Linked DNA regions of Sus scrofa: region 2 is linked to region 1. Evidence: chromatin contacts called from public Hi-C data. All regions are on one chromosome and are shown on one strand. Each heading gives the region's core, a stretch centred on a gene start, on an enhancer-like site or on the middle of the called end of the contact. The rest is flanking DNA. Distances are from core to core; before and after follow the strand shown. Region 1 holds the start of SRPRB (signal recognition particle receptor subunit beta). Region 2 holds the start of ANAPC13 (anaphase promoting complex subunit 13).

Region 1 (3,506 bases), core at 346-2,845:
GTTTACTGCATCACCTGCTCCACATAGGATTTTCGAATTCTCAGAGGCACTAGAAACTCCATCTATAGCAAAAGAGAGGCAGTTTTCAATCTGGCTATATCCCCAGCTCCAAAGACCCTCCAACTGAGTTCTCCCTCCAATTTATGTTAAGCCCTTTGACCTTCCCAATAACACACAGCAACTGCTTCAGATGCAGTCTTGATAACTCTCCTTTTCCTTAACTCAGCATATCCAATTAATCACCAAATCCTATACATTTGCCTTCTAAATATCTGTGCCCTCCTTTCCTCTGCCTTTGGTTCAGACCCTGTGCATTGTTTGCTAAAACACTACAATAGCTACTAGCTGGTCTCCCTGCCTCCAGACTTTTCTGTCTCAAACCGTAGCTCACCATTGATATGCCAATCATCTATTTCATTCTCAGTGACACTTCCTTTTGCATTCTGGCTAAAGTCTAGGTTCCTCAGCATAGCACACAGTCCCTTCAGGTCTGGTTTTTGCCAGCATTTCCTGCTTCATCTCCTCTCACTTCTGCTGAAACGACACCTGCTTGATGACAGAGACTGCAAGCTAGCAGTCCCTAAGCCAGCCACATCTGATGCAATGAGGTATCACAAGTTTTTATTACTTACTATAATTTGAAAAGTGGGAAATTTACCTTAAGAACTTGTCTTTCTGGCATCTCTTGAAAAACTCAAGAGTTGGCCACACTGGTCCCACATTCTTGCCTGAAGAGTGGTGGCTGCCACTTTAGGGTAGGAGTGACAGTATTTGTTGCTGTTGTCTTTTTAGGGCCACACCTGCAGCATATGAAGTTCCCAGGCTAGGGATCTAATCGGAGCTGTAGCTGCTGGCCTAGCCACAGCCACAGGCACACCAGATCCGAGCGGCATCAGCGACCTACACCACAGGTCACGGCAACGCCGGATCCTTTAACCCAATAAAAGAGGCCAGGAATCGAACCCGAGTCCTCATGGTACCCAGTCGGGTTTGTTACCGCTGAACCACGACAGGAACTCCAGGAATAAGTTTTTAATGGCCCTTGCCCCTCCCATTGACTTTCCTGGCTGCTTCCCTTGATGTATTTATCTCAGTTGTAGCTTTCAATTTACAATGTACGGACAATGAATTGCTCATTTTCTTCTGCACAGAGCAACCTTTCTTCTGTTATGCCTGAAGAGCCTAACTCAGTTCCTATCATTTTCCTCCAGGAGCTTTCCCCTGAACCCAGGTGGACTAAGCGACCCTTTCTGCCTTCCCATTCCACGCCTTACATCCTCTGTCACACTTCATGCCACATTACTTTCCGATGAAATGTTTGTGAAACGCTTGAGTTCCTCACAAGTTTCACGAAGGGAGATTTCTTGAGCATTTATTTTATTCTCCCATCATTTTGTCCACGGTCATGGAGACAGCAGAGACATCTGACTCATCTTAAAGGATGAACATGTCACACAAACCTCGGCTGACTGCCCATCTCTCCGTGGGAACACACTGTCCCAGAGAACTACAACTCCCATCAGGACCTTCAGGATCCCGGACTCGGAAAGAGGAAATACAACATAGGAACTACCACTCCCGTGATGCTCCGCTTCGCACGCCTGCGCAGAGCCTAGGGCCACGTCGCTTTTGCAGTGCCGGGTGTAAGTACTCAGACATGGCTTCTGCAGACTCCCGGCGGATGGGGAATGGCGGCAGTATGGGGGGCGCCTTCCATCCCTACCTGGACTCCTTGCGGCAGGAGCTACAGCAGAGGGACCCGACGCTGCTGTCAGTCGTGGTGGCGCTCGTCGCGGTGCTGCTGACGCTAGGTAAAGAGGGGGCTGGTGGATTAGGTGGGTGCAGGGCAGGCGGGGATCCGATCTTGGACTGGGCTGTGCCGACCGCGGACGCGGTGTGGCGGTGCCACCTGGGGGGCGTCTAGAGAGGAAGACTCACTCGATACAACTCCCTGCTTTTCTGCCTGAAGCAGCGTGAGTAGCGCTACGTTAAAGAGGATTTCCCGCGACCCCAGGAGTCAAGTTTCAGTCCTCGGGCATGGGTTACTAGACCCTGTTTTGCCTAGGCACGCGGTTCTCCCCACTTCCATTGCTCTTGTTGCCAAGACTCAAAGGGTCTTCTCTCCAAGTTTGAGCATCCTGTGTTTGAGCTAGAAGCCAGCGATACAGGGTTAATAAAGCCGGATTGCATTTGAAGAGTATGCAGTCGAGGTAGGGGGTGCAGATACAGAAAAGTTGACAGTTAATAGTCGCAGGCGCTCAGCAGAGTTACTAAAATAATGATTATAATGGTGGTAATAACAGAGTAAACTCCAGGTGAATGAGGTGTTCTGTGGTAGACTTCTCTTAATTTTCCCCAACCCAATCACACACGCGTAATCAAGGCGTAATTTTGGTTCTTTTTTTCTATTCCACAGTGTTCTGGAAGTTCATCCGGAGCAGAAGGAGCAGTCAAAGGGCGGTTCTTCTTGTTGGCCTTTGTGACTCCGGGAAAACATTGCTCTTTGTCAGAGTAAATGCTTTGATTTTCACCTTTCTTAAACTTGATAGGAAAACTTAGGGCATCCCATTATTCCTGTGAGGTTTACTGAGCTGATGCTGACAGCTGGGGAGTTAATTCTTGACTCCTTTGGGAAAATGAAAAGACTCTTGAAAAACTCAAAATAACCTGGGATTTCTCTACCATTTCTTTTCTCTTGCACTTGCCAGATACTGACATTTAGCCCTTATCCCATTTAAGGGTTTTATATACTAACTACTTTCATGCCATGGCTAAGGATGCCAGGACAGCTGAAGAGATTACAGTGTATAATTCATTGTGTAACAAACTCTTTTGAGAATTTGTCAAAGGAACTTTTTAAAAGCGTGATTCTCCTTCCACATATTGGGCCACTTAGGCTTCTTTTCATTAATACTTATTTTAATCTACTTAGTATTTTTAAATATTTGGTTTTTTGCTACAGAGAGTAGCAGAGGTTTTCTCCTTATTACTTACTCTTCTTTTTGTTCTGCTAAAGACATATACTCTCTGATCATCTTTGGTGATTAAAAATGTTGGGTGGAAGGTCAGTAAACTTGACCACTAACTATTTGAAACTATTATTTGAACATAATGGTTTAAAAACAATGGTTTTCCTTCCTCTCTCACTGGAGCGAGGGGAATGAATTTTGCAGTTAATTAGTTTTTCTATAAGAAGAGGGAAAAATCAATATGATCCTTTTCAGCTATTGCTTTTCAGCAAGCAACATTCATTTGTGTGACCTGACACCTGGGAGAGGTATATCAAAATTACTTTCTTTAGGTTTGCTATTTATATGTTTATTCTGATCTCCCTCATATATTTTTTTCTTTTAAACAGTTGTTAACAGGCCTTTACAGGGACACTCAGACTTCCATCACTGACAGCTCTGCTGTGTATAGAGTCAACAATAACAGGGTAAGGGGTTCCTAGACTGTTGGGAAGCTGACAATTTTACTTTGGTGTATCAGGAAAAGACTTTTCTAGG
Region 2 (3,380 bases), core at 493-2,992, 630 kb after region 1:
CCATGGCACAAAACAGGTATTTGATAAGTGGAGCTATAGTTCTTGTATGCGCTTTTGACTATTTTTCTAAACTTGAACTAAGTTATGTGTTATGTGTATTATTCATTGAACATATTACCCGCCCCCCCCTTTTGCCATGCCTTAAGCATGCATAAGTTCCTGGACTAGGGACTGAACTCATGCCATAGTAATGACCAGAGCCACAGCAATGATGGATCCTTCACCTGCTAGGCCACCAGGGAACTCTGTTATCACTTATTCTTAAATGAAATGTCAATGGCAGCAGCAGTCCGCCTGCAAGCTGTCTTCTATTACCAGCTCTTCCTAGGAAAGTTGGTAGGCTCTAAAGGAAAACTCCCTGTTCTCCTTGTTAGGCCTTGGTAACATAAATACAAATTTTAATAAGCCCTCATTCAAAAAAAAAAAAAAAGTTTAGATAACTTATAACACGAGATTTAACAAACTCCTTGCAGAATTTTCCAAAGATCAGGAAACAAGAGAGCTCGATGGTCTAAATGCAAAAAAAAGAAAAGCCAGGTGTCTTCTGAGTATTTTCCAGGGAACCTAGGATAGGTGTGTGTTTCAAAAATGTGAGTGTCTAAAAATGTCAACTGATAAACCCACCTGTGGTGTGGCAGACAGAACATGGCTCAGAAGACCTGGGCTCTAGTTCTGGCATGACCCCTAACTGAGCTGGTCACATCAGTTCTCTGAAACACATTTCTCTTCAAATAAAAAAAAAACAAGATAATTGTTCTTCAGAGGATTCTAGAGTTAGAGGACTCTACAGCACTGATTTCTTTGCTTTACTAGTTTATGTGCCCATTGATATCCTACTTCTACTATATCAGACCTTTAACCCATCACCTCAGAATAAGCAGGGGCCTACCAGTGGTATTGCAACATCTTCATAAGGCAGCTTGTCCTCTCGCCAAGCATCGTCAATCAAATCCAAGATCCTTCCATCTCTCTGTACCTCACTGTCCATTTTCCTGCAGCTTTGCTCTTGCCAGATCTGAAAGCCAAAGAGGTTATTTCTTAAGCATGAGGAGATGATGTAATCTAGCACTAGGGGTTCTCCAAGCTTTTTAGCCTGGATGTGTCTTTTGGCATGATATCACTTTGGGAAAGACTCATCTCATCCGGGTCAGGTTATTTACAAGATCACAGTCCCTTCCAGCTGATTTTCCCAGTCACACACAGATCCCACCTTTCTGTAAGGGTTTCTCAGATCACTCCAGCTTCAGCCCACATCCTGCCCTTGATCTACCTTTTGTCCTTATGATCTACTAACCAAGTCAGGTCGACTTTGTGACCAACTGCTCAGGTATTACTGCTTCCAATTGCTGTGTGTAGTAAAATTTTTTGTCAGTGACTCAGCACATCTTTCCTCAATTTGGCCTCAATCTTTTTTCACCTGTCCCTCTTCCGAACACCTCTAACTCTGTTATCCTTTCCAGCCTTTGCACTCAAAGTTCTTTACCCCATCACTAACACACCCATTTTTCCTTCCAAACTCAAAGCTGGCGTCAGCTCATCAGAACCAACATGCCATTTCCAGAGTTAGGCGCTAAGGTGCCTTCTCTCTTCAGGGGCTGGAAAAAAGGAAAGCACAAGACGGGCAAAGAGGGGCAATGACCAGGAAATGACTACGTCTCAAACACTTGCCTCACTCAACAGAATGAAGCATTACCACTTTCCTGAACAAAGTTTTCTTACACATACGACTGTCCCAATGCCTGGAATGCTCTGTCTTCTTCCTTTTTTCCCCAGCTAACCCCAAACTGTCCAAAAAATTTAGCTCCCAGGTCGTCTTCTGCAGGAGTCGTTCTCTAAGAGCCAGAAGAGCGCAGTCCCCGCCCCTCCGCGGGTCCCATAGTTCTCTGGGCACAGAGAATGATCCCCATCAGGATCTTGGTATATTGCCTGTCACACGGTCTTTCCAGACACGAGACGCCTGCGTTTCCCGGGGGGAGGGCAGTTTTATTCATCTCTGCTTTAGAGCTCTGTGAAACATGCAGTTACATGAGCAAAACTGGGACGCCTTTTCCCTCGCTAGAAATGACCCTCTCGGGCCACCACCGTCCATACAGGCCTGGGAGGCCGCCCCACAGCCACGGCTTCCGGCCCGAGGCGGGATATACCAAATGCGGAAGCGAGGGGGGGGGGTCCGGACAGCCAAGCAAGTTCCCCTCCTCCCCGCCCAACGTGTGGTAAGAGAAGTGGTTAGGAGGGAGAGGATGATGTGAAAACAACGACCTAAGCCAAGAGAAACGGCAGGAGTCCGAACGCGCTCCCGTATCTCCAGACCCTACATTACGTGCGCGCAAACCCTTTTACCAGCCCCAAACCCAGCGTGTCACACACCCCCGCCGACCGCGCCCTCAGCATCACGTGACCCAGACGTCCTTCACTTTCCGATCCCCGGATGTGGGTGAGCCCATTTGCCGGAGCACAGGGGGAGTTAGGGAGGACATTGTTTTAATTAAAAGTGAAGGAGCAGTGGGCAAAACGAACGTGCTGACTGCTGTGGCTGGACGTCAGGTTGGCGGTGCCGCGCGTGCGCACCCCCAGCCGTAGGTAACGGCGGGAAGGCTCGGGGAGCGCTCGCGGCAGCCCTTAACCGCATTGCGAACGTCGGACGGGCGAGGGGCGGCCGTCTCTGGGCCTGGAGGTAGCCCTGGCTGCGGTGGGGCCGCGGGCCGAGCGGCCGAATGGCCTGGGGCCTGCTTCCTCAGCCGCCCGCTGGCCTCCAGGCCCGCCCCCGCCGGCCCGGCTCCGCCCCGGCGCCCCGCCCCCCGGCCTTTTCGCTGACGCCCGGCTGACCCGCGAAGCCGGATATGGCCTCCCTCGGCGTGCGGTCCCGGCCAGCCAGGTGGTCAGCTCTTACCTAGAGACCGGGCCGGCGGGAGGGCGGCGGGGTGGGCGAGCTGCTCGTCTTCCCGGAGCGGAGTTAGCCGCGGGCCACTCTTCCACTTCAGGGGAGGGATCCTCGGCAAGGCCCTCTCGCCTGGGCTGCCTCATCTGGTTAGCTTCTTAGCATTGTTGCGACTTAGGTCATTGATGGCAGGTGATAGCGGTTCATTCACGGGTGGGAAGTTTAGCAAGTTTTAAAAAGTGAGTTGGTTAAAAACGTATTGGAGGTACAGAAATGTGGCAGAAAACATGAAGGACTCAATTGGGGAACCCTGGACTTAGGGATCCATACAAATCAGGGATGGGAAATAAATGATAAATTGAGGAAATAAAAGGTATAGGTCCTTAGAACACTTTAATCATCAAGATACTTTAAGGCGGTAAATCTAGGCTTATAATGAGGTTTTTCTTATGCTTCTTGAAACAGTAAAGATGAGTCCGCTGTCAGCGACTACTCTTCCTTT

What was found. Hi-C and Micro-C count contacts between places; a contact is called where the count stands out from the background.
Region 2: a contact with region 1 is called in a Hi-C map of liver, with 8 times the contacts expected there. The contact joins the promoter of ANAPC13 here to the promoter of SRPRB in region 1. A contact is called at or near these places in 1 of 5 promoter capture datasets (liver), 3 of 47 Hi-C or Micro-C datasets (heart right ventricle, liver and skeletal muscle) and 1 of 2 datasets of contacts at active chromatin or transcription factors (alveolar macrophages).

What each region holds. Positions count from the first base shown.
Region 1 is chr13:74,974,435-74,977,940 of Sscrofa11.1, forward strand. SRPRB (signal recognition particle receptor subunit beta) reads left to right here and starts at 1,596. Exons shown (of 7, transcript XM_021069470.1): 1 at 1,596-1,811; 2 at 2,417-2,511; 3 at 3,359-3,436. The coding sequence starts at 1,658.
Region 2 is chr13:75,603,273-75,606,652 of Sscrofa11.1, forward strand. It overlaps ANAPC13 (anaphase promoting complex subunit 13), which reads right to left and starts at 1,743. Exons shown (of 3, transcript NM_001178070.1): 1 at 1,720-1,743; 2 at 890-1,015. The coding sequence starts at 988. CEP63 (centrosomal protein of 63 kDa) reads left to right here and starts at 2,352. Exons shown (of 13, transcript XM_021069477.1): 1 at 2,352-2,434.